Linked DNA regions of Mus musculus: all the other regions are linked to region 1. The links are chromatin contacts, called in public Hi-C and HiChIP or PLAC-seq maps. All regions are on one chromosome and are shown on one strand. Each heading gives the region's core, a stretch centred on a gene start, on an enhancer-like site or on the middle of the called end of the contact. The rest is flanking DNA. Distances are from core to core; before and after follow the strand shown.

What was found. A called contact is a pair of places that touch in the nucleus more often than the background predicts. HiChIP or PLAC-seq counts read pairs in DNA pulled down with a chosen protein or histone mark.
Region 2: a Hi-C map of bone marrow-derived macrophages shows a contact between it and region 1, with 12 read pairs. The contact joins two enhancer-like sites. A contact is called at or near these places in 1 of 15 datasets of contacts at CTCF or cohesin (large pre-B cells), 1 of 484 Hi-C or Micro-C datasets (bone marrow-derived macrophages) and 1 of 115 datasets of contacts at active chromatin or transcription factors (bone marrow-derived macrophages).
Region 3: a contact with region 1 is called in a Hi-C map of bone marrow-derived macrophages, with 13 read pairs. The contact joins two enhancer-like sites. A contact is called at or near these places in 6 of 39 promoter capture datasets (the C10 cell line, cranial neural crest, frontonasal cranial neural crest and 3 more), 1 of 484 Hi-C or Micro-C datasets (bone marrow-derived macrophages), 1 of 115 datasets of contacts at active chromatin or transcription factors (bone marrow-derived macrophages) and 1 of 9 other capture datasets (embryonic stem cells).
Region 4: an H3K4me3 HiChIP or PLAC-seq map of bone marrow-derived macrophages shows a contact between it and region 1, with 11 times the contacts expected there. The contact joins two enhancer-like sites. A contact is called at or near these places in 1 of 484 Hi-C or Micro-C datasets (bone marrow-derived macrophages) and 5 of 115 datasets of contacts at active chromatin or transcription factors (bone marrow-derived macrophages, differentiating embryonic stem cells, embryonic fibroblasts and 2 more).
Region 5: a Hi-C map of bone marrow-derived macrophages shows a contact between it and region 1, with 13 read pairs. The contact joins two enhancer-like sites. A contact is called at or near these places in 9 of 484 Hi-C or Micro-C datasets (ECoMG myeloid progenitors, the G1E-ER4 cell line, bone marrow-derived macrophages and 5 more) and 4 of 115 datasets of contacts at active chromatin or transcription factors (bone marrow-derived dendritic cells, bone marrow-derived macrophages and embryonic fibroblasts).
Region 6: a contact with region 1 is called in an H3K4me3 HiChIP or PLAC-seq map of bone marrow-derived macrophages, with 3 times the contacts expected there. The contact joins two enhancer-like sites. A contact is called at or near these places in 3 of 484 Hi-C or Micro-C datasets (the G1E-ER4 cell line, Th1 cells and bone marrow-derived macrophages) and 2 of 115 datasets of contacts at active chromatin or transcription factors (bone marrow-derived macrophages and embryonic fibroblasts).
Region 7: a Hi-C map of bone marrow-derived macrophages shows a contact between it and region 1, with 13 read pairs. The contact joins two enhancer-like sites. A contact is called at or near these places in 5 of 484 Hi-C or Micro-C datasets (bone marrow-derived macrophages, cortical neurons, embryonic fibroblasts and 2 more), 2 of 115 datasets of contacts at active chromatin or transcription factors (embryonic fibroblasts and large pre-B cells) and 1 of 9 other capture datasets (embryonic stem cells).

Annotation. Positions count from the first base shown.
Region 1 is chr13:109,210,990-109,214,505 of GRCm38.p6, reverse strand. All of the region lies in intron 3 of Pde4d (phosphodiesterase 4D, cAMP specific), which reads right to left. Among named protein-coding and RNA genes, the nearest start is that of Mir582, 110 kb to the left of the region's middle. Within about 2 kb of position 1,540, at least 27 of the 459 cell types and tissues checked have an H3K27ac peak or open chromatin away from gene starts, as enhancers often do. A contact at or near this core is called in bone marrow-derived macrophages, where this site is marked.
Region 2 is chr13:108,266,656-108,269,810 of GRCm38.p6, reverse strand. Elovl7 (ELOVL family member 7, elongation of long chain fatty acids (yeast)) reads right to left here. Exons shown (of 8, transcript NM_029001.5): 3 at 2,431-2,621. Among named protein-coding and RNA genes, the nearest start is that of Depdc1b, 48 kb to the left of the region's middle. Within about 2 kb of position 1,365, at least 28 of the 459 cell types and tissues checked have an H3K27ac peak or open chromatin away from gene starts, as enhancers often do. A contact at or near this core is called in bone marrow-derived macrophages, where this site is marked.
Region 3 is chr13:108,464,718-108,468,255 of GRCm38.p6, reverse strand. No RefSeq gene overlaps it. Among named protein-coding and RNA genes, the nearest start is that of Gm32450, 29 kb to the right of the region's middle. Within about 2 kb of position 2,280, at least 29 of the 459 cell types and tissues checked have an H3K27ac peak or open chromatin away from gene starts, as enhancers often do. A contact at or near this core is called in bone marrow-derived macrophages, where this site is marked.
Region 4 is chr13:108,287,262-108,290,406 of GRCm38.p6, reverse strand. No RefSeq gene overlaps it. Among named protein-coding and RNA genes, the nearest start is that of Depdc1b, 28 kb to the left of the region's middle. Within about 2 kb of position 1,321, at least 19 of the 459 cell types and tissues checked have an H3K27ac peak or open chromatin away from gene starts, as enhancers often do. A contact at or near this core is called in bone marrow-derived macrophages, where this site is marked.
Region 5 is chr13:108,483,727-108,487,334 of GRCm38.p6, reverse strand. No RefSeq gene overlaps it. Among named protein-coding and RNA genes, the nearest start is that of Gm27572, 13 kb to the left of the region's middle. Within about 2 kb of position 1,699, at least 9 of the 459 cell types and tissues checked have an H3K27ac peak or open chromatin away from gene starts, as enhancers often do. A contact at or near this core is called in bone marrow-derived macrophages, where this site is marked.
Region 6 is chr13:108,602,472-108,605,611 of GRCm38.p6, reverse strand. No RefSeq gene overlaps it. Among named protein-coding and RNA genes, the nearest start is that of Pde4d, 50 kb to the left of the region's middle. Within about 2 kb of position 1,856, at least 43 of the 459 cell types and tissues checked have an H3K27ac peak or open chromatin away from gene starts, as enhancers often do. A contact at or near this core is called in bone marrow-derived macrophages, where this site is marked.
Region 7 is chr13:108,525,818-108,529,014 of GRCm38.p6, reverse strand. No RefSeq gene overlaps it. Among named protein-coding and RNA genes, the nearest start is that of Gm27572, 29 kb to the right of the region's middle. Within about 2 kb of position 1,749, at least 39 of the 459 cell types and tissues checked have an H3K27ac peak or open chromatin away from gene starts, as enhancers often do. A contact at or near this core is called in bone marrow-derived macrophages, where this site is marked.

The sequences.
Region 1 (3,516 bases), core at 291-2,790:
CAATCTAGTAATCGTTGGTTGTTAATTTCCTACTTGCTTGGTAAATGCTGACATGCACAGTGGACAGAGTGTTCACAAGTCTCATGTTTAACCAGTTACCTGTAGCTGTGTGCTATATAGCATTTTCCACTGTTAAGGCAGGGGCAGCTTTTAGCTCTCCCGAAAGGCTGACTCAAAGAACTAAGGAGTACATGTCCCTCAAGCCAGAGCTGTCCCTCATAGACCTCAGATGAGCATGGCACAGTGTTTGCATAGAATCTCTGCAATCTGTCCATATTCTTTCAATCATCTCTATATATCCACGATGCTTAATACAAGTGCTGTGCAAACAGATGGTGTATTGCAGTGGTTCTGAGCCTTCCTAATGCCCCAAACTTTAAATACACTGCCTCTTGTCGTGGTAAACCCTGACCATATTTTTTTTTTCGAGACAGGGTTTCTCTGTGTAGCCCTGTCTGTCCTGGAACTCACTCTGTAGACCAGGCTGGCCTCGAACTCAGAGATCCACCTGCCTCTGCCTCCCAAGTGCTGGAATTAAAGGCATGCACCATCACTGCCCGGCCATAAAATTATTTTGTTGCCACTTGATCACTGTAATTTTGCTAGTGCTATGAATAGTGATGTAAATGTCTTATATAGAGAAATTTTGATATGTGAATGATACGTGAATGCTCTTGAGTTGCAAGCTCCAGGCTGAGAATAGTCCATCTGTGCCCAATTTACCTGTCATTTCCCCCCTGTAGTTTCTACTCATAGGCTTTAAAATTGTCATCAGAGAGACTTCATCAGCAACTGATGGGAGAAGATGCAGAATCCCACAGCCAAACATGAGGTAGTCCTGAGGAGGAGTGGGAGGAAGGATTGGAGGAACCAGAGGGGTCAGGGACACCGCAAGAATATAGCCCTGACCAGGACTCACAGGAATCAGGGAGTCTGCAGAGGTCTGACCTCGGTCAGCTGCATATGTTATAGCTGAGTAGCCTGGTGTTCTTGTGGGATTCCTAACAATGGGAACATGGGCTGTCTCTGACTTTTTTGCCTGCTTGTGGGACCCTCTTCCTACTGGGTTGCATCATCCAACCCTCTCTCTGTGTGTGTGTGTGTGTGTGTGTGTGTGTGTGTGTGTGTGTGTACAGCGGGGCTGGGCTGGGGAATGGGTGTGGAGGATCTGGGAGAGGAGGGAGGTGGAGGGGGTGGGAAGCTGGGGGAGGGGAGAGGGCAAGAACTACAGCTGGGGTGGAATATATGAGAGAATAAAAGAAAAACAACGAAAAAAGTTAGCCAAACCCTATTACAGTGCTTTAGCAATCTTGTAGACTACCACTAGGTGTCGCTCAAGCCTTAGAAACATTAAAGCGACGCTTTTAAATTTATTTTATTATTTATTTTTCTTTTTGGCGTTCAAGGGCTAACATAAAAATGCTTTCAGTGGGTTGGGTGGGTGGGTGGTGGGTAGGTGGGGACGTTACAGCCTTTTCCAGAGTTCCCAATCAGTGACATTCAGTGGCGTGTGCTGCTGCTAGTAGCCATGACATGGGGTGTAGAGCAGAAGTGTTCCCACTCTTTGTTGCTTATTTATCCTTTGGGTGTTACTACTAAACTAACGCAGGTCAAACATTGCCAAACTGTAAAATGACGGTTGGTTTTTATGTTCGAGCACGAAAGTGGCAACTATCTAGCAAATGAAAGCCTGTCGGAGTGCCTCAGCTCTAACTCAGCTCTCAAGAATCGTCACCTGGAGTCAGTGCCCACTGATTGGATTCCATTAGTTTGAATCCTGTTGGTGTCGTCTTCCTTATCGGTCAGCCCCCGTGTCACCACATCAGATCCACAGAGGACTTTCCCCCATTCTCCTGGTTACTCTGCCCTCTAACCTCCCCAACTTAACCTGCATTTTGGTCAAGGTTGATGCATGGTCTTGGTCAGTGAAACGTGGGAACATTTTTGGTGCGTATTGACCTTAAATACCTGAGGCTGTGTTAATGTCTGTGGCAACGGATTCACTTGGTAAGAGGGCCTCTTTCCCCAAACGCATAATTGGGAAAGAAGGTGGCAAGAAAGAGGCAGTGGGGGGTAGTTAGGAGGGATTTGGAGAATGGTAAGCCATGGATAGTGAAGGTCACCGACAGAGCTAAGGGGAACTTGGCCTCAAGGGAAACGGCACTGTTTCCTGTGGCACAAATGTTGCCGCAGAAGTCCAGGCTATCCAAAAAGCAATCGGCTGTCCTGACCTCAGGCACAGTGAGCGTCATCTTCTCTCCCATAGATGATCTGCCTGCCTGAGCCAGCCTCTTCCCTGGCAACAGGGAAGCCATGGGTCCGGATGAGAACTGCGGGAACCTCAGCCCCAGAGGTTTCGGTTTGGATTCTCCCGTGTGGCCCCTTCCTAAGTATCCCCCATCAAGGCGCGGGGCTTTTCTCACGCAGTTCTCATTTGTACAAACAGAAATAACCAAACCTCCCTGCAGTGACTGGGGCGCTGCTCCTGAGCCGTTTGCAAAAGGATTTCTCACGTTTAGATGTCCACTCCCTTAGATCTGGGTGAGTTCCAAGACTTTAGGCTTGGAAAGCAGAATGCTTTCCCCGATCCCTGTGGCCAGGCATAGGGGGATGCTAAATCCTGTTCCAATAGGTGCTCGACTGTCCCTTATGTCACCTGGTCACAGGTTTTTCTGGTTGTACCATTTCTTTTCACGCGTGTGACTTTAGAAAGCATGGTTTTAACAGCCCCAAGGAGTTTCCCTTTGGCTGCCTCTTCTCCCCCACCCCCCATTCCCCATAAGTGATCTCTCATACAGTCTGAGGCACCGGAAGCACCCTCTTATTAGCAGCTGAAGTGGCTCTCCCAGGCAATAGCAGGAGAAATACCAGAGGGCAAGTGCTGAACGTTGCTCACCTTCATGCTGGGTTAAGCTGCAGTTCGTTCACCCTGTGACATGATGTAATATTCCTAAATTCTGATAACAGTGAACTCGTCTATCCTTTCTACGCCTGTAAGGCTTGCTGTTAAGATGGTCTGTGATTTATTACTAAGCACTACCTGTCTGTATTTAAGTGATTCTTCGTGGGTATTTACTTCTGGTCCAGTCACAGTCTGTTTTGATGCTTGCTTACTGGTTTTTTGCTAAATGCACCGCTATGATTTTTGTTCTTGTTTGTTGTTGCTGTTGCTTTTGTTTGTTTGGTTTTTGGTTTGGTTTGGTTTTGCCTCCTTTAGAGCAGCAGAGAGTTTGGGTAAAAGTCACTCAGCAGGCCAGCCTTTTAATGGACCAGTCCTGTTGTATAGTAATGGGAGGAGCATTGCTGATGTTGGTTCTACAGCCCTAAGACACTGCTAAGACACTGACTCTCCCCCCCACCCCCACCCAAAGCATAGAAAACACATGTGTGCATAGATCATAAAGGTTAGTATCAGGGAGCAACTGTGGAGATGAACTAAAGTGTTTACCTCCATAGCTCATCACATCTTACCATCCAACTCACACACACACACACACACACACACACACACACACA
Region 2 (3,155 bases), core at 116-2,615, 940 kb after region 1:
CCTCAGCAACTGGTCAACAGCTGGCTTGGAACATCTCACTCACTATGAGGTTTATGTAACTTTTGGCTTCTGAAGCAAACATTATATTTATAGTTTCATCACTAGTTAGCTAAAGAGATAACTTTCCAATATAAAAATACACAGTTAACAGCTTTATTGAGGCTTTTGTATGTTGATTTTTTTGAGACTTGGTTTTGCTATGTAACCCAGGCTAGCCTCAAACTCAGGACTCTATTGTCTCAGCCTCCTAAGGGATTTGAGAACAGGTCTCCCGGCATCAGAGATCAGCCAAAATGGTATTTTAATATGCATAGAGAAGGAAGAAGTGGGAAAGAACAAGAGGTTGTTTTTAAAATGCACCCCATCCCTGTTCTCAACTCTACTCTGTAATATAACATCACCTCTGGAACACTGGGACTCGGGACAGTATAGGACATGCATTTCCTGCTTTAAGAAACACCTTAAAAATCAAGTCATCAGATCTTTTCAAAGCAACGAAAGGAATTTGACAGAAACAGTGAATTCTGTTTCTCAAAATTCTCAAGTCAGTGAACGATGCCATTTTCTGCTCTGCTCAGACTCAGTTCAACTGATAGAAATGACACTCTAGCCAAGGGGTTCTTAACCTGTGGGTCACAACCCCTTTGGGGGTTGAACGGCCCTTTCGTGGTGGTCAAAGATCAGATATCCTGCATATCGGATATGTTACATTAAGATTCACAGCAGCAGCAAAACTACAGTTAGGAAGTAGCAAGGAAACAATGTTATGGTTGGAGTCACCACTACAGGAAGAACTGTATTAAAGGGTCGCAGCATTAGGAGGGCTGAGAACCATCGCTCTAACAGCAGGAACTATTTACTTAACGTCGATGACTGATTGGCCACCTTACCCTGACACAAAAAAGGCTAAAAGAGAGAAATTGTGTGTGTTGGTCCTGTGTGGGTCTCACCCACTCCATCTTCATTAGGGTCTGACTTGTGCCACGTTGCTAGCAAACTCAATCACAAGAAGACAGATGAATCCTTCACGATGACATGATTCCTTGCTCCTCTATTTGGCCAAACATATATATTTATATATATTACTCTGAAACCCTGACAAAATTTTGCTCCACATCATAAACTGTGCCTGTGTCTATAATGCCCTAGTTATTTAGTCTCCGTTTGAACAGAGTGGACTTAGCATCATCCTAATATAGAGTTTAAGAACATACCAATAATCTATGGAGGTTATGACAGTTATTATCTTTAAGCTCGTAAAGAAAACGTTTGTGGTTCATGTTCAGCAGGCAGTATATCCTGAAACCATAACTCAGGTATTAGTGAAGACAGGAACTCTCTGATTCAGTTTAAAAAAAAAAAAAAAAACCCTCTTCTATGTTGTAATTCACAAAGCAGGAACCAAAACTAACTGGTTACTACTGGATTCTTTTCAAGCCTGAGAAATATAATTTGGGGTCATCACAAACAATGACAACTGTCAGAGACAGAATTGAGAAAACTAGAATACAACAGGATCCAGGGAAAACTGGCTCCATCCTGTCATTACAGCATAAGAGAACTGAGGCCTAGGATATAGAGTTACAGGTAAGATGAAGGAGCCTAGGTTCCTGCTTCGAAGCATGTCTTCACCTCTCTCACATGCATATCCTCTCTCTCTGCAAACGCGCGAGGAACCTGTCCATGGTCTAGAAAGGACAAAGAGCAGTTATCTGTGGGTTAGCGCTAGAAACAAAGAAGTGACCAGCAGCAGAGGGAAGCTAGAGTTATGCAATCTGTAGCAGGAAGGAGGTGGGTGTCACAGAGGCCAGCAAGGCCACCAGGACTCCTCACAAACCCCCAGTATGAGCAAGCACAACAAAGAACCCTAGAGACTCAGGTATGTGAGGCAGCGGAGACATGTGATGAGCAGAGGGGCAGAAAGTCAATGGACAATATCTGCTGCGTTCTGGAAGGTTCCTGTTTATCTTATAACAAGGGTCAGGGCTTTACCACTTATGACTTGGAATAAGTTGTGCCCTTTTTGGCCTCAAAGCCTGTAAAAACTAAACAGCCAAGTGAGCTCCCAGCCCTGGAGCTGCGTGCATTCCAGGATCAGGTCTCTGCTTACCAGCTGTCACTCTGTGTTCATTAATTCTTTTCTCTGTGTGTGAGTTGCCTCAAAACCAGCGTTTCTCATGTGCAAATCTCTGAACTAAATGTTGTTTTCTTTTCCCTCACTCTCCATGATGGAAACTGTCCAGAGGGCCTCAGGTTTATTTCATCTAGACATAACAATTTTGGTGTTTTTGTTGTAGTAAACACCTGCTTAGTTTCTTAATTCCTCGATTCTCAGGACAGGGGTACTCGACGGTCATAACAAGAACATACAAACATATAACAGAAGACTAAGGCAAACTTTTCCCATTTAGGAATACTGAAGACACTTGCCTCATAACACATATACACAGAAAACAGTACTATGAAAAAATTGTACGTTATCATCGCTTTCTTGAGTTCAAAGGGCTTCCGGTTCTCCATGAGCTTTGGTCCCAGAGACGTAACAAAATAGACATAGAGGCCCAGGATGATGGTTTGTGGCAGAGGCGAGGACATGAGGAGATAGTCTTCAACTCTCGGATCTAAGAGAAAGATAACAGGTAAGTACACAACCACTTAGCCCAGGAAGCAACCTTTATTTATCTCGGTGCTGACAGCACACCATTGCAAAAATCACCAGCATCTTTAAGAGGGGTGACAGGAGAAACCCCTAAGAGCAGTGAGGCTCCCCTGAGCTAAAAACAATGGGGCAGTCGTCCCCTTTATGTCTCAAAGGGTAAGAGGTATTAGTCAGCAGAACTGGAAGGGGAGCCTCTGGAGAAGCCACTCAGGAGGAGTTGTGTCACAGACTGAAGACTGCACCCTCCCTGTTAAGCCCAATGTGGTACTGCACACAAAGATCCCAGCACTTGGGAAATGGGGATGGGTGAACCAGAAATTCAAGTCAACTACAGCCGAGCATCAGCCAGTCTCAAAAACAATAAAAGGAAACAAATAAAACCCATGTGTTGAAATTCTAGCACCCAATGTGATGGATGCAAGAGCTTTGAAATCCTAGCACCCAATGTGATGGATGCAAGAGTGTCTTAGTCAGGGTTTCTATTCCTGCACAAACA
Region 3 (3,538 bases), core at 1,031-3,530, 750 kb after region 1:
CATGGCAACTCACAATAAGAAAAACATTTAATTGGGGGTGGCTTACAGTTTCAAAGGTTTAGTCCATTATCATCATGGCAAGAAGCATGGCGGCACACAGGCAGACATGGTGCTGGAGAAGGGACTGAGTTCTAGGTCTGTATCAGCAGGTAGCTTTATCCTCAAGAAATGGTAAAGCTTTGAAGCTCCTAAACCAGTCTTCATAGCAGAGTGCTGGCCAACGAACATCTAGGGGCTCACCAAGACACTAACCCAAAGCACAGGGAACTGTTTCATTGGGTGACTAAAACCCACTCAACCTATTTGAGATGGGCCAGTCCTCAATCTTATGTTGGGAAACCTAGCACAAAGAGCTGAGAGATATTCTGGATACCAACAACATGAGCTGCTGACCTCAGGTATCCTGTCAGTCTGGTTAAGAAAACTCATCAAAACCCACCTTCAGTGATCCAGCAACCCCAGAGCTAATGACAAACAGCTGGGTTTGACATTGAACATTTAATGAGAGTTTCTCCTCTGGGGTATTTAAGAAACTGAAAAAGTTGCTCAAAGGTGGAAAAACAAAGAAAAAAAGAGAAGGGGCTTTTTTGTTGTTGTTGTTTTGCTTTGTTTCCTAAACAATTTGAAGCATTTTAAATAAAAGGATAGGACTTCCAGCCCATGATGATACCCATGTGCTGGCCACAACCATATTAGAGCTCCCATCCAAATGTATTAACTATGGAAGAACCTGGTCCCTTCTGCTCTGAGTCATGTCTAAAAGCTGACAGAAAACTCATTTCTCAGATCCTTTGTAGCTACAGGGAGCCCAGAGAACTTCATAAAAAGAAACATTTCAAGAACAAAATGTTCCAAAAGTTAACATACAGTGTACACTGTCTCTCCTGACATGGCCATTTGGGTAAAAAGCTCTTGAGAATGAAAGAGTTAAAAGTTTTGCAGTTTAAGAACAACCAGTTGACCTTTAAATGTGCTGGTTTGAGGCCAATCATCTTTCAACGAGCATGATATCTGGCACAAGGCAAACTAAAACACACCAATTATTTTCATGGTGTACATGACTGAGCTCACAGTGTCCCATTTAGAAAAAGAATAATGTTCATTTTCCAAAAGTCAAACTTAGTGGCTGAGCACCACTGTTGGAAAGATTTTCCTTTGCTAGCCACCTCCAAAAGTGCTGTTGCACAGGACTTGCCCTGAAAAAGCATGAACCCTTGAGGCAGGTTAGCGTTCTGCTTTTCTTTAAATTCTACATATAAAATAGTATCCCCAAGATATTTACATTTCAGTATTATATTTACATTTCAGTCTATTTGAAATAAAAAAAAATAACTGGGAAATAATTACTAACTTGAGTTATGAATTTTGCAACCAAACACTCAGCAGGAAATAAAAAGTCAAAGTTAAGTGTTGTAGTGCATCCTGTGGTCTCAGTAATCTACGGGCAGAGGCGGGAGGATTGGTCAATTCAAGATCACCCTGGCATATAGGGTAGGACCTTGTCTCAAAAACAGAAAACATTCCAGAATCTGTAAAAGGGTAGAATGTTGGCCCCTACAGAGAGGAAATTCTTTACAATCCAGAGATTCAAAGCCAATCACTGAAAGAGAGCATCTACTCCCTAAAATAAGTCTTTGCTGTTAAAGGGTAATACCCATGAGTCTTCTAAGGGGTAAAACTCCCTCGTGTTTTTTAAAATAATATTCAGCTTACAAATATTCCACCACCTTCCTTAAACAAATAAATAGTAAGATATGATAAACATTGCATAGCTATTTGGTCTGGGTGCAGAGATGCACACCCTAAATGGATGCTGGACCATGATGTCTTTTTGCCTCTGATGACCGCAAATACATGTCCTTTCTTTCCTCTTCAGTTTTTAATCCTCAACCTCCGAGTCCTCATTGGTGCCTCAAGCACTCTATTTCCATCAGTGCTTGCTCCTACGTTAGCCAGTTACACGGAATCCTAACCTCCACATCTAGACCACAGTCTAGTCCGAATCTAAGTTCCTTTGTTGAATCCTCTTCTTTAGAGCTACAGCCTTTGGAAATGCCAACTCTCAAAATCCTCTTTATGATGCACACTCTAGAGGAAGAGGCTTCTGCCAGGTGTGTGTGCCTGTGTTTGCCAAACCCTCCTTTTCCTAATATTTAATTCCCTATTCATCTACTCTTCTTTTGTAAGTCCTGAAAGAGAAAGGTCAGGATCTAACAGCAATGCAACTGACTAGCAGCCTGTGGGATGTGACCTCAAGCCAACCACCAGCTCACCACCCACCCACTGCTTCTGCTTTGGGGCTGTGGAGGGAGTGGCTTGATTCAGGAAGAAGATCTACTGCTAGGTTGGGGACTGCTCACAGATGGTAGGAAAGCACATGCTATCCTCCAGTCCAGACACAGAAGGAACTTGGTTGTAGGTCTGGTCCTGAGGTCTGCTCTAGAATCAGAGAGTTCTCTTCAGAGTCCAGTCAGATCAGATCACTTCATAAACTTTTGTCAGACACGGCAGCAGCCGAGATTTCTAGATACTCCCTCCTTGGATTTCTAATAATCAGAGTTCCACCACTGACTTCTTCTATGTAGCCACTAAATCTGATCCCCTTTTCCTGACTAAAGACTCGTATTGACACCAACTCATAACTGGCTCCCCACCTTCATTTGCTTTACCAAGACTAGGGTAACATAAAATGCATCTTGTCCTCCAGCAAAACATGTGTGCCATCCAAAAACAGCATGAAACATGGCTGAGCCCACACATAACATTTTAGTTTGTCTCCATAATTGCAATTAATGGTTCCCTCAAGACGCATCAGATGCAAGTCTATGACCAAAAAGAGGTAGGGTGGTGCTTCTACAATTTGATTTATCCATCTGCGTACAAAATTCAATAGCAGGGGAATCTGCCCACACTTCCCAACCCAACCCCTATTTCCTTGCTTCCTGACAGCATCTTACCAGAAAATCTGTGTCATATGAAAAGAAGAAAGCACAAGATGTCTGAAGATGGCACATTAGAGTCTCATCCTCACAGATGTTATTACCTGAGTGAGCCAGGCTAAGTCACTAAACGTCACTAAAGCATCAGTGTCACTTGCTATACAGGGGAAATTAGAACATCCACCTTTCAATGAGGGAAAGAAATGAAATCAAGAACCTGGAGATATTGTAAATGATAGAAAAGAGGAAAAGAAGGAATAGGTTAGAGAATAAACACTAGAAGATGCCCCCCATTACCCCATGTCCAAGGGAGCAAGCACCTCCTGAGATCTCAAAATCTGATCAATATCTTAACCTGAGGAGTAGATTTTGAAAATCAGGCTCATAGAATAGGACTTACAGGATAAAAGTGAAAGTTCCCCTCATTTCACTCCTAGTATTAAACAAACAAACAAACAAACTGAAGAGTAAACTCTCTAGAGCAGATCCCCCTAAACCACGAACTCGCTTTTTCCCCCCCATGGCAAATCAACTCCACTAGAATTTTCAGCTTTGTGTGTTCCGCTGAATCCCATTTGAATGGGAAGTGACAACTCAGA
Region 4 (3,145 bases), core at 72-2,571, 920 kb after region 1:
TTCAATATATGCTTTTATTTGGTTATAATTTGATGAGATTTTTTTTTCAGAGCGGGGAAGTGATGTTGTATTTTGTTTTCTAGGTGTTGGGCGTTTTGTTGTATTGATTTTGTGGATTATTTTTTAAGAAAGAATTTAAAGTTGGGTAGGTAGGGAAGAAGAGAGGATCCGGATGAACTTGGTGTGAGTAAATATAGTCAAAATTTATTTAGATTTAAAATTGTTCTAAGCCAGGCGTGGTGGCGCATGCCTTTAATCCCAGCACTCTGGAGGCAGAGGCAGGTGGATTTCTGAGTTCGAGGCCAGCCTGGTCTACTAAGTGAGTTCCAGGACAGCCAGGGCTATACAGAGAAACCCTGTCTCAAAAAAATAAAAAATAAAAAAATTAAAATAAAATAAAATTATTCTAAATGATACAAAAACTTTAAAAAGAAATATGTAAGCAAGTAAATAAAACACATAGATTTGCAAAAACACAGGAAATATTATTTCAAGTATAAAATGAGGCTATATCTCCGTGTATATTTTATAATAATGTGTCATAACAAAAATATAAAATAGGTGTTTCTTCAAAAAAAGGAAAGAAAAGGATGTAGTTTGTTTCTAATGAGAATATGCCATACATATGTCATAGTTGACGCTGGTAACATCACATTAGGTGATGTTAAGTGGTGGCCAATCGTTTGTGAGCCTCTCTCAACACTGTGGGCAAGTATGCTATTTTAGATTCATGATTACAAGTCCTGTCACTCTCAGTGACAAATGAAAGGGACAAAATGAAAGTAAAAGCAGCCACTGTTAATCATTATTCTACGTTTTTAGGTTTTCTCTATTTTCAATCAAAAGTTTCCCATTTTCTTTTCTAATGTTTATAGAAAATTTATATATATGTGTGTGTGTGTGTGTGTGTGTGTGTGTGTGTGTGTGTGTGTGTATCAGATTTCCTGGGCAGTGCTCCAGAAAGCTGTGTGCTACACACATCGTATTGACACAACAGTCCAGTCCCCTAAGTCCTCTCCTCGATTATAAATCAGAGTTAGATGTGAGAAAAAAAAATCATGGTGGAGGTTTGTTCGGGTAGCAGTCAATAATGAAACACATTCAGATTCCTGCCCTGAAATATGAAATATCCAGCATGGATGAGCAAAGAGAAAATTAGCCTCTGGGTGTCCAAATCAGGTTTGGCCAACACGTTAATTTGCTACAATTATGTAACTCAGTGGCTTCTCAATGGACCAGGTTGCATCATTTGCCTGTACAGACAGACCTTATGTGTTACCTCTCTTACTAACAGAATCGAATCTCATTAGAGGTGATGGCACACCCACCCAGAACAATTCATTAGAGGTGATGGCACACCCAGCCAGAACAATTCATTAGAGGTGATGGCACACCCAGCCAGAACAATTCATTAGAGGTGATGGCACACCCACCCAGAACAATTCATTAGAGGTGATGGCATACCCACCCAGAACAATTACATTTCCCCTGTTCCCCGATAACTAAGGAAGGCCAGTCGTGAGGGGCTCCTGACTACTGAGATGCAATGGAAGCTGCTGTGGTGGACTCTTGAAAAAGTTTGTTGGCAGAGAACAGACTCACAGTCTGTCTTGTGTGTCTTGTATGACCCCAGGATTGATACAGATAAGGAAACTCTCTCTCTCTCTCTCTCTCTCTCTCTCTCTCTCTCTCTCTCTCTCTCTCTCTCTCTCATTAGATATTCTCTTTATTTACATTTCAAATGTTATTCACTTTCCTAGTTTCCCTTCAGAAAATCCCCTATCCCCTCCCCCCTCCCCCTGCTCCCCAACCCACCCACTCCCATTCCCAGTCCTAACATTATTGATGTTCCACCTATGGGGCTTCAGTGTCCTTCAGCTCCTTAGGTACTTTCTCTGGCTCCTTCACTGGAGACCTTGTGCTCTGTCCAATGAATGATTGTGAGCATCCACTTCTGTATTTGTCAGGCACTGGCAGAGCCCCTCAGGAGACAGCTTTATCAGGGTCCTTTCAGCTAGCTCTTGTTGGCATCTGCCATAGTGTCTGGGTTTGGTGGTTGTTTATGGGATGGATCCCCAAGTGGGGCAGTCTCTGGATGGTAGTTCCTTCAGTCTCTGATCTGAACTGTGTCTCTGTAACCACTCTCACTCTCTCTCTCTTTCTGTGCCCGTCCTCTTCTGAGTGCTTGCCTACATAGTGCCATGCTGTAGAACAGTATATGATAACCACTTGCTGTTATACGGGGCTGCTTCCTGAAAGAAGGAAGTAGCTAAACAGCAGCAGGGAGGGAGCCCCAGGATCCCTCTGAAGGGTCATTTCTCAGATCAGATTCCTTCTCTCTTTCTCCCTTCCTCTCCCTCCCCTTTCCTCTCTTTTGACACAATGTTGCTATGCGGTCTTGGAACTTGTGATACTTTTGCATCAGCCCCACCCCCACCCCCAATATGCACCACCAAGCCCAACTCAACACTACTGTTGTAGCAAAATGTCAGCTTAGGGAAAGGTCTCATATTTTTGCAACAAACTTTTAACTTGGCAACATGTAGCCTGCCTTGGTTTTATTTACTATTTATGTAGGCCTTCTAAAAACCTTTTGAGATCAGGGTCTACATAAGAGCAGTTTAAAGTTTGTCAGAGACTTGGGATATGGATCTGTTGACAGAATGTTGGCCTAACGTGCAGCCATAAAATAGGTGCAGTGGTGCCTGTTTGTAATCTCAGGGCTCAGGAGATGGAGGCAGGAGGATCAAGTGTCATCCTTGGTTGCATAGTGATTTCAAGGACAGCCTGGGCTATATGAAACCCTGTGACATATCATATACACATACATATACATGCATACATACATATACACACATATATATTGTTTTAATATAAAAATGTTTGAAAAGAAATGTGTAAGCAAACGTAATGTGCATATATAACATATATGAATCATATGTGTATATAGAGATATACATTATATATGTACTATAAATTATATATAGATATAGATGCATGATATATGTATATATGAGAGAGGAGAGAAAGAGAGAGAAAAGAGAGAGAGGGACAGACAGACAGACAGACACTGGTGTCAATGGTGAGTAATCACATCAACTATGTCTCTGATGTCTACCTGGAATCAAAATCATAACGGTAAAAC
Region 5 (3,608 bases), core at 450-2,949, 730 kb after region 1:
ATTGGTCTATGCCAGAAGACAAACATGTGGTACATGTGTAAGTTTAATTTCACAACTCCTTCCTCTTTTTATCTGAACCTTAAACACAGGAAGCAGAGCACAGCTCACTTCTGGGCTCAGCTGATCCCTGTGTAGAGCTCTATTGACTTTCACTGACATGTTAGGAGATCTTGGAAAATACCAAGGGAAAAGCCTTTTTGAATGTTACCCTGTCATGGAGGTTAGCTCCTGGCTCCCTGATAACCTGACTCCGGTACCTTCTTCCTTGGTAAGAAACAGATATTGTGTGCTGTTGCCTCTCTATGAAAACAGGATGGTGCTTCCCAAAAGAGAAAATTGTTTTTCCAAACCTTGGTGCTTATTTTAGGGACATTCTGTGGATTCCCAGCTATCCTCACACAGGAAGTTTTATGCGTCTGAATCCAGGGTAAGCCTTTCAAATAAGTTTTTAACAATCCTGTTGGTCATTATAGACTAAAAAAAATAAACAGCCAAGAGCTAGATGTAGAGGAGAGGTTACACTGCTAGTCAGTAGCATAGATGGTGAATGAACCTTCAGCAGATGTCTGCTGGCCTGTAGAAGCTTTCTCTGGTCTTCTCTGAAGTTTTTATAACAACACCCATATTTTGAGGACTGTTACATGAAGGCTGAGTTATATGCAATTGGTTTTTTATTTCTTAAAACTTTAGTAAGTTTGTTTCATTACTCCTTTCCTCTAAAAACAGTGAAACAGAAATGCACGCCTGATCCTAAGCATGGCAGAGACTTTCATTTGGGTATATTTAAATTTTGCTTACAATACAGCTTATATAATATACATTAGGGGAAATCTCTCATTTCACAGATTAATTAAAATCTATCTCAGTGTTAAGCATTTATTGTAAGAAACTCAATGAATACACACTACCTATTTCACATCCATCAATATCAACATACACCTGCAGAAAGCTTTGAGGTTTTCAAAATGTTCTCATGTGTGATTTTTTTTAATTACTTTCAAAGTTTTATAGAGCAGTTACTGAAGTAGCCTGAGCCACAGCTTTCACAGCTATAGAACATGGGTGACAATACTATTCCAGTCATGCAGAACGGACGAAAAACTTATGATAATAAATGCCACAGGATCAGCAAGTAGCTGCCATGGGTCAGGTAGCGATGGAAATGATCACCATTCTAAGACATGATAGATGTAATTGTCCCTTCCTATAGCTGCGGTTACTGAGGGTGGAAGAGATTAAATGATTTTCCCAGTCACTGAGGCCACTATTCCTGCCTTCGCTGGAATTGTGTCTCCACTCTCACATGGGAAGAGTTCCCTGCAATACTTGGAAATGTGCAGTGGAAAAAGCATGGTTATCGCAGATCAAGGGTTAATTCCTGGATCTTGGGGGAGGAAAAGCTGATCATGCTTTCGGCAGCAAGAGACTGCCAGATTAAAACTCTGCTTCTACAACATTGTTTTCAACAGGAACATTATTTAATTAGGAAGAATCTCTCTTCTCTCTTGGGGACAGCCAAAGCCTTCTGAGGACTTCATGAGGATTTACCTCACACTCTATCACTCAGACCTTTGGTAGCCTGCTTTCAAAGTTTTACTTATACTGGTGTGTCTTAGTAGGTGGCGCATCTACCCTTCAACTTGAGGTAAGTACCATCTCTAAACAAAACAAATGCTGAAGAGCAGTTCAACCCTCTGAGATAAAGGAGACCCATTTCCCCGGGGTGTCAGGCAGGAAATAGACAATGTTAAAAGGTCACTGTAAATGATGTCTATATTTAAATATCTTTGGTGGGTTTTTTTTCTTTAAAATAAGCTAAGATTCTGGGGCAAGGGCAATTTGCCATCCTAACTGACAGCTTCATTGAGTGACCACGATCACTGACCTGCCAGCAAGGCAGCACCAATCGCATTAAAGACTCCTCCACAGATGCCTCGTGAAAGCTACACAGCAGCCATAGCTGCTCGCTACTGAAGTACAACTCTGCTTCCTAAAGTGCACACTGTTCAAATAACAATGTTCTCAACCAGATTGTCCTGGATTTGACACCTTTACAAGTCTCAGTGAAACCTAGATGATCTTGCAACTGGAGCACTTCCCCCTTGTGGTCTAGCAAAAGACATCTATGAGTCATGCAAAGAGAATGACCCATGACTGGTATATAAGCACAGTCCTTCATGCGAATGGAGGTCTTCTACGAGTGATGTAAACACCCATTTTCTAGCTATAAACACAGGTTCACCGTGAGCATCTTGGGAGACATTCTGTGGTAAACACCATCCTCCCCTTGAAACTATAACCCGGGCGCTAATAGAAGGACTCCTCTCAGATCATCTCTATAGCCTCATTTGGTTCTCAGCAGCAGCAGAGTTAGATGTAACATGAAGGAGGATGCAACCTTAGCCATGGAGAAGGCAGAGATGGTGATAGGAATGATGTAGTGGCAACTACAGCAGCAACAGGTATGAAGGCAAGGGTAACAGAGAGGCAGAAACAACAGTTGGTAGCAGAGGAAGCAACCTCAAAAACAATCGCAGTCACCATAAGGATGGTGGTGGTGACGACAGGGGCAGCAGCGAATGGAGGCAACTGAAGAGTTTCAGAGAATGCCCAGGCTGAAATAACGAAAGAAAGAAAGAAAGAAAGAAAGAAAGAAAGAAAGAAAGAAAGAAAGAAAGAAGGAAGGAAGGAAGGAAGGAAGGAAGGAAGGAAGGAAGGAAGGAAGGAAGGAAGGAAGGAAGAAAGAAAGAAAGAAAGAAAGAAAGAAAGAAAGAAAGAAAGAAAGAAAGAAAGAAGGAAAGAAGGAAAGAAAGAAAGAAAAAGAAAACAGGAGATACTGTAGGCTGAGAAGCTGTAGTAAGATCTGCTGTCAGTGTCTGGGAAACCCAGCTTCCTAGACCTCCTTCAGAGCTACAGTGTTTCTTGCAATAGAGCTAAGAATTAAGCACCCCAGAGGCCTACACCAGAGCAGTAATACCAGAGAAGCAGCCTTCCTCTACTCATAACTCCCACTTGGAGCAAACAGAGGATCTGCAGTTGATTGGTAACACAACCAGATGTTAGAGGAGGTCACAGTTCAACTGCCATTTCGTACCAGCAGCCCATTACCCCAAAGCAGTGATGTAAACACTTTAAGACTTTTGATGGCCTATGACATGGGATGAGCAGAAGAACATTTCCTGTGCATCTTTCCAGTTCTACAGAAAATAAAAATTCTGTAACATTCAACATTCCCTTTAGAACTTTTTAAATAGTCATACATATATATAGTGAGTTTTTACCAAATCTGCCCATTTATAATTCCTCTCCTAGCTTCCCTTCTCTTTCCCCCTCTTACCTTATGTGTTCTTTATATATAGTCATTGAATGATGCCTATATGAACATGATTATGGACCATCTAGGCATGGGCAGCCTATCAGGGTGTGCTCCCTGAAGACAATTGTCTCTCTAATCAGCCATCATGTACCAATAGTTCTTTAAATAAGGGCGGGACTCTAGCCTCTTAGCCATCTATGCTGGGATTTAGGTTGGCTGGATCTTGTATCAATCTTACGCATGAAGTGCCAAGTACTATGAGTTCATGTGTTCAACTAGAACTTGCTTGTAA
Region 6 (3,140 bases), core at 607-3,106, 610 kb after region 1:
CCCTCTTCCATCCCCTTTCTTCCTTTCCCATGTGCCTGCAAATCTATCCCAATGAATTTTTATTAGAGTTGTTTATAGGGGATAGGGGAGAAGTTGTTCAGGTTGAAGAAAATAAAGAGTTACCATTACTGTTTGCACCCAGTTTGAAAGGGTGCAAACAGTAATGGTATTTATGGGCAAGTTTGCAAGTGCTAGATCAATTTCACCTTTATTAAGGATTTGCTCATGGCTGCTCTGATAGCTTCTTCTAGCCACTGACCACTCAACACATTGGCTAAATCAAGCCGGGGAAGGTCAGAGTCAGAGTGATCATTTTGACAGTGACTGTCACACTTTTTAGAACCTTCTAGTACTTGGACAAAGCAGAAGCCTTCTATCCTGGTAAATGGGTGCCTCTTTCTAGACAGATGAATGCTGATATTCTGGGCACAGCCAGCATGGTTAGTACTTAGACATCAAAAGCAGAAGGGGCTAAGTTCAGAAAACTAATTATTGTCCAGTTCTCAAGTAGTGTTATTCCAGAGTTAACCATGGAGGGGAGAGAGAAATTATACCTTGAAAGCCCCTTAGTTCACACTACCTATGCCACTGTGTAAGATTCTCTCTACCCTCACCACATTCAAGTGCTTTATTGGGCTTGAAAATGGCCCCAAGGGTCTCAATCGCTTTCCCAGAAGCACCTTCTTTTCTCTGTGCTGGGGATTAGAATAAGAACTACCATCTACTGAACATTTACCAGGCAATTTGCATGAATTCCCTACACCAGCCCTCTGCATTAAGAACCATCATTGGCTCTTTAAACTCTCACTTTTCTTACTCTCATCTCTAGCCCTCCTTCTCTCTCTTTCCCCTCCCCCCTCTCTCCATGTGGCCATGGCCAGCCTCTCTCCCTCTTCCTACCTTCTCTCCTTCCCCCTGCCTTTCTAAAATAAAGTCTAAAACCATAAAAATTAAAAATTAAAAAAACAAACAAACAAACAAACAAAAAACCCCAACAACAAAAAAGAATTATCATTGACCTTTTTCAAGTGAGGATAAGAAACAATGGAAAATGTTGCCTCTAGCCATTGATTGGAGTTAATTTAAGGTTTATGCCTAGTTCTGTCTGGCTCCCACAACAGGGAACCACCAGCCCCCTTTGAGTAATCCTCAACACATTGTTTACAAGCATTCCACTCCACTTCCTCTTGATAATCACCCTTGAACTCTGTTACAGTGCCATAGATCCTCATGCTGAAGTTTTTAGTGCCTGGAAATTCCAAGATCTGATTATTAATACAAATGAGGGGAGAAACTGCTAAGTTTATACCAGTTTTAAGCCTCATTTAAATTATTTTCCATATCTTTTCTGCTGCCTTTTAGAGCTATGCTCTTGGAAGGCAAGTTCTACACATTTCCAGATTACTAGTGTTATGATCAGCTAGGTCAAGAGGTGGTCCTGGGAGTGAAGGGGTCAGCATAGCATTTATCTCCAGGTATTGATTACAGAAACTTCAAGAACATAATGTTAACAATTTTAATGTTATATTTTCTTCTCCTTCCTGAAAACAAACCAACAAACAATAAGCCATTTTAAAGAAAACAAGATGCCAGCAAGTATGAAAATGGAAGGCTTGAAAGAATGCCTTTAGATGAAATTGCTTGGCTATGTACAGCTTAAATTATGGGGTCAGCTTCTGAATCCTTTCTTGTACTTGGTGAATTGCCCACCATACAAAGCTCAAATTGGACACAAAACAACTTCCTTTAAAGCTGTTTGAATAGCCAGACCTTCATTTCTCCCACTTCTACTAGTCATGGCACAGATCACAACTTGGTCATGGACAGATCACCACCCTTATGATTCACATCATGAGTCAATGACTCAGGGAGCAGGGACTTTCATTCTGATGACTGTGGTTGCAGCAGCCAGGTACCAGGTCTGTGTGCCAGGCAGCAATGTCTGCAGCTAACAGCAGCTGTGGCCACGCAAGCCTCATATCTGGTACACAGCATGACTTTGACAATAGCTCACCAGGATGGCTCTCTGATGTGACTACATGTGGCTCTGGCATCTCTTTGTTCCCACTCTCATCCCCTGTGATCCCAGTAGATGGCTGGAATCTCTTAACAAATTCCTTTTCTGTTTAGCCAGCCAAAGGCAGTTTCAAGTGTCTGCCTAATGACCATATGATGTAAATTAAATCATTTGTATTAAATAAGAGCCATGGTGAGGGCATCATGTCATCTCATAATGACCATTAAGTCCACAACAGCATCTACATCTTACCCAACTGTACATCTGGAAAATCTCAAGGATGGTCAGAGTCTCAACATCTTTTCATGACTGAATCCTGCAACGGTCACTACCCAGAGTCTCACTCCATACAGAAGAATGTGGATGGGAAAAAACCGCAGTGGATGAGACCATCGGCTCCAAATTTTTTATATTCATTTTCTGCTGTATAGGAGTGGAACTTCTTATCAAACTCTAAGCACATTTATCAACAAAAATTTATTCTGCTAACATTCCACTATAAAACACATTATCTCATGGACTAAGAACAAAACCTATGTGGTATTAGTGGACAGAAAGTGGAGGGGGGTTTAAATGTATAAATTTCTTTACTTTATTGTGTATCAAAGAAACATCCAAGGAGGACCACTTGGGATATAGTCCTCTTCGTTAATTTAGAAAAAAGACAGTTTTTGTAAGCACTGGCACTCTGTGAAGCTGCTATTACATACATGGGCCTTTATTAGACAAAGCAAAGCTTTAAGCAGAGAAAAGGTAAATAGACAACACCTGCAATAAGTAGCAGGGTGCCTAGAAAAGAGAGCATATGAGAGCCACAACCTTTGAAGAGTAGTTCCTGGAAAGGACTGTACATGGAGAGAGTTTCCTGCTCTAATGAGCAGTATGTGCTTCGGTAGGTTAATTTAATACTAGGCTTTAAATTAGATATGACGTAAGTTCTTGAAAATATGGCATTTTCATAATAAAAATGCCAAGGAATGGGAGATAGTGATAAAAAGCCATATTTCAAGAATTTCTTTCTTAAGGTGACTCAATGGGTAAAACTTCAAAGAAGAACCAGCCCAGCTAGGAAAAGACAGAGTCCTAGAAAGAATTCATCCTCCCACTTTATCCTAAGACAGAA
Region 7 (3,197 bases), core at 500-2,999, 690 kb after region 1:
ATCAAGAATCCCTACTGGCTGGTCATGCAAGGACTTGACTAGAGTCTTAGAACTTCCTTTACTTTTCTTTCTATCTCTCCTCTTTCACTCATTCATCTTTCTCCTCCTCTCTTTTCTTCCCCCTTGTCTTCTTTGTCCTATTTCTCTCTCTCTCTCTCTCTCTCTCTCTCTCTCTCTCTCTCTCTCTCTGTGTGTGTGTGTGTGTGTGTGTGTGTGTGTGTGTGTGTGTGTGTACCAGGGATCAACCCCAGGGCTTTGCACATGCTAGGTGTGAATTGAATTCAATCATTGAGTTTTATCTCCAGCCCCTAACATGTTAGGAAAAAAAAATAATCTAAGCTATTAAAATATTTAAATTTATGTAAACCACTTCCATGTGCCCTTAGGTCTCCCTACTCACATAGCTACTTTCCCTGAGTGCCTGGTCCCTCAACCTCCACTGTGCATGGGGGCTCAGGTTCCTCTTCAGCCTCTTCCTGACACTGACAGAGACTGAAGCTCAAAGGGGAACAAGTCATGTGCTTGGGGATCCCTTGCCTTAGAGTGGCTCCAAGGTTGGTAGTGAAGTCATCCCTCTCCAACTAGAATTTAGGATGCAAGTCAGAGGTTTGAGAGTTGCACATCCGGACAGAAGAGAAGCTAAGCCTTAACCAAGACCTGAACACACACAAAACATAATTAAGAAGGAAAGTAAGTCACTTGGAAGTCCCCAAATATGGCCTCTCCCATGAGATTCTAGGTCATTGCCTCTTAAAGCATCCTTCTGTGAAAAAACAAAAAACCCATCCCACCCCCCACCCCCCACCCTCAGAGAAGGAGATCTGTTTCTCTCATCTCTTTAACAAGTTTGCCCACGTGCAGGAACTACTTCAGGTCCTGAAGATACATTGCTCTGGAAAACAGATTAAGACCTTATTTCCAGAAGAGTCATCATCAGACCAACACATCCCTCTTGCAAGCTTGCCATGTCTGAGAACCCAGAGGAGACTTGTTTAGAACAAGGTCTTCTTCTCTGTGAGTCACTTGCCTAATGATTGATAATGGTGATGATGGTGATGATGACACTTTTATTATTATTATTATTATTTTATTTTTATTTTATTTCACCTTGCATCCTGATCACTGTCCCCCCTCCTGGTCCTCTCCTTCCCACATACTCCTTCCCCTTCTCCTCTGAGTGAATGGAGCCCCCCACCCCCGATATCCCCCTATCTTGGCACATCAAGTCTCTGCAGGGCTAGATGCATCTTCTCCTTCTGAGGCCAGACTCTTTAATGACAAAATGCTAAGGTTTTACCCACTCACATCTCACAGAGTTATATTGAGACTCAGTAAGACATCATCTAATGTGGAGCCTACGATTCAATAAATAACTGATAAAGTCTATTCTAATGGTCCTCACATGGTATAAAACCACCTGAGTCATTGCTCTCCCTAGAAAGTGAGCCTTATCAACAGTCCCAGTAGCAGCTCCACTCCAGATAGCCAATGTGTCTAATTTTTACTACCTTTACTGTAGACTTAATACTTCATACTTACTAAAAATAAAAACTGTAACCACAAGATTTACATGTGAGTTTCCTAATGAGCCGCAAATTCCTAAGTAGCCGTTAAAATGTAGACAGACATCCATTCATGTGACACACTACCTAAAATTAACTCAGATGTCACCGGATGTATGCTGGGTCTGCTGTGGGAAACACTCTCCATATGCTCAGCTTTGCAGAGCTGATCATGCTCTCTAAATTTAGATTATTTAAATGAAACACATCTTAAAGGATCTGCCCTCCTCTCACGCTGACTCCACTCCAACTCGCCCAAGGGCCCCTCAGCATCTTTCTCCAACTCAACTATCACAGGATTCAAAGCTTGACTCCCTACAGTAGCCTATTCACACGGCAGCCAGACATCAGATCATATCTAAAAGGACCTACAGATTGCCACTGAACTCAGAGTCTAAGCGCAAAGATGTTACTGTTCAAAAAGGCGCTGCATGAGCTAGACCCTGGTTGTCTGCTCGCCACGTTTCTTACCTTTCTTCCCATTGCAAGTCCCAGCAGCCTTTGCACCTGCTAATTCCTCTGCTGAAAACACTTTGTCCAGCTCCTCACCGCTTGCTCCTCACTTCAGAAGCCTTCCCTGAGTACCCGTTCTCCATTCAACTCCACTACTAGTCCATCTATACACGGCTTCATTTTCTCCACCCCAGGTACTGCTGCCAGACATTAATTTACATATTCAAGCATTTGTTTAACATCAGTTAGGCCGAGCAAATTGTAGGCTTCTAAGAGACCTACACTTTGTCTATTTTTACACAACTGTATTATTCATGATTGAAATGGTATGAAAGCCACTCAACAGGCTCGCATTCCAGGGTGTTAGCAACCGAGAAAAGGCAGACAATGAGAATTCTTTGCAACATGCTCATTTGAGGTTTCTCTAGGACACATACAGTGGGCAGTAATAAATGCAAACATGGGATTTGGGATAGAAGAACGTGAAACAATTATACGTGAAAACAAGAGTCAAACCACGGATTTCCTCCCCAAAGGCTGCTCAAATATAGGCCCCTAAATGCTGGAACTGCTTAGCATAGACTAGAGCTCAGGATCACGTACAGCCAGAATGGAAAAGAAAAAAATGTTAGAATTAGAGAATCCATATCATTTAGTGGGCCCACCATTAAACCAAGATTTTTATTTCATGGCAGACTAAGCCCTCAACAAGCATCGATAACAGGCAGTGTGAAGTAACTAGGAGGAGAGGGTTTTCACTCTTTTGTTTCGTTTGTGTTTTACCAAGTCTTTAGACATACCATAGAACAAGACAACTGGAAAAACAGAAGCTTTGTGAGTGTCAGGGAGCTGGGCGTGAGAGAGAGACAGACGCTTTAAGCCTGTTTTCCTTCTGTGTGCTGTCTGCTATGTTACCCTCTTCCTTAACTTGGTAGCTGCTGCTTTCCTGGGAAGCACCTGAGAGGTATGCAAGATAAAGGAAAGAAGAAGTTGAAGTGGCTTTTGGTACACTGGATGTGTGTGTTCATGGCTTTCAAATCCCATCTGCCTTGTGTATGTGCTGCAACTCACAGCCTTGTGCTCCTTTCCTAAGACTCTGTGATCTGCCTTCCCTTGGCCTGTGGGGTGCTAGCAAATGTGATACCAAAAATTGTGTGTGTGTGTGTGTGTGTGTGTGTGTGT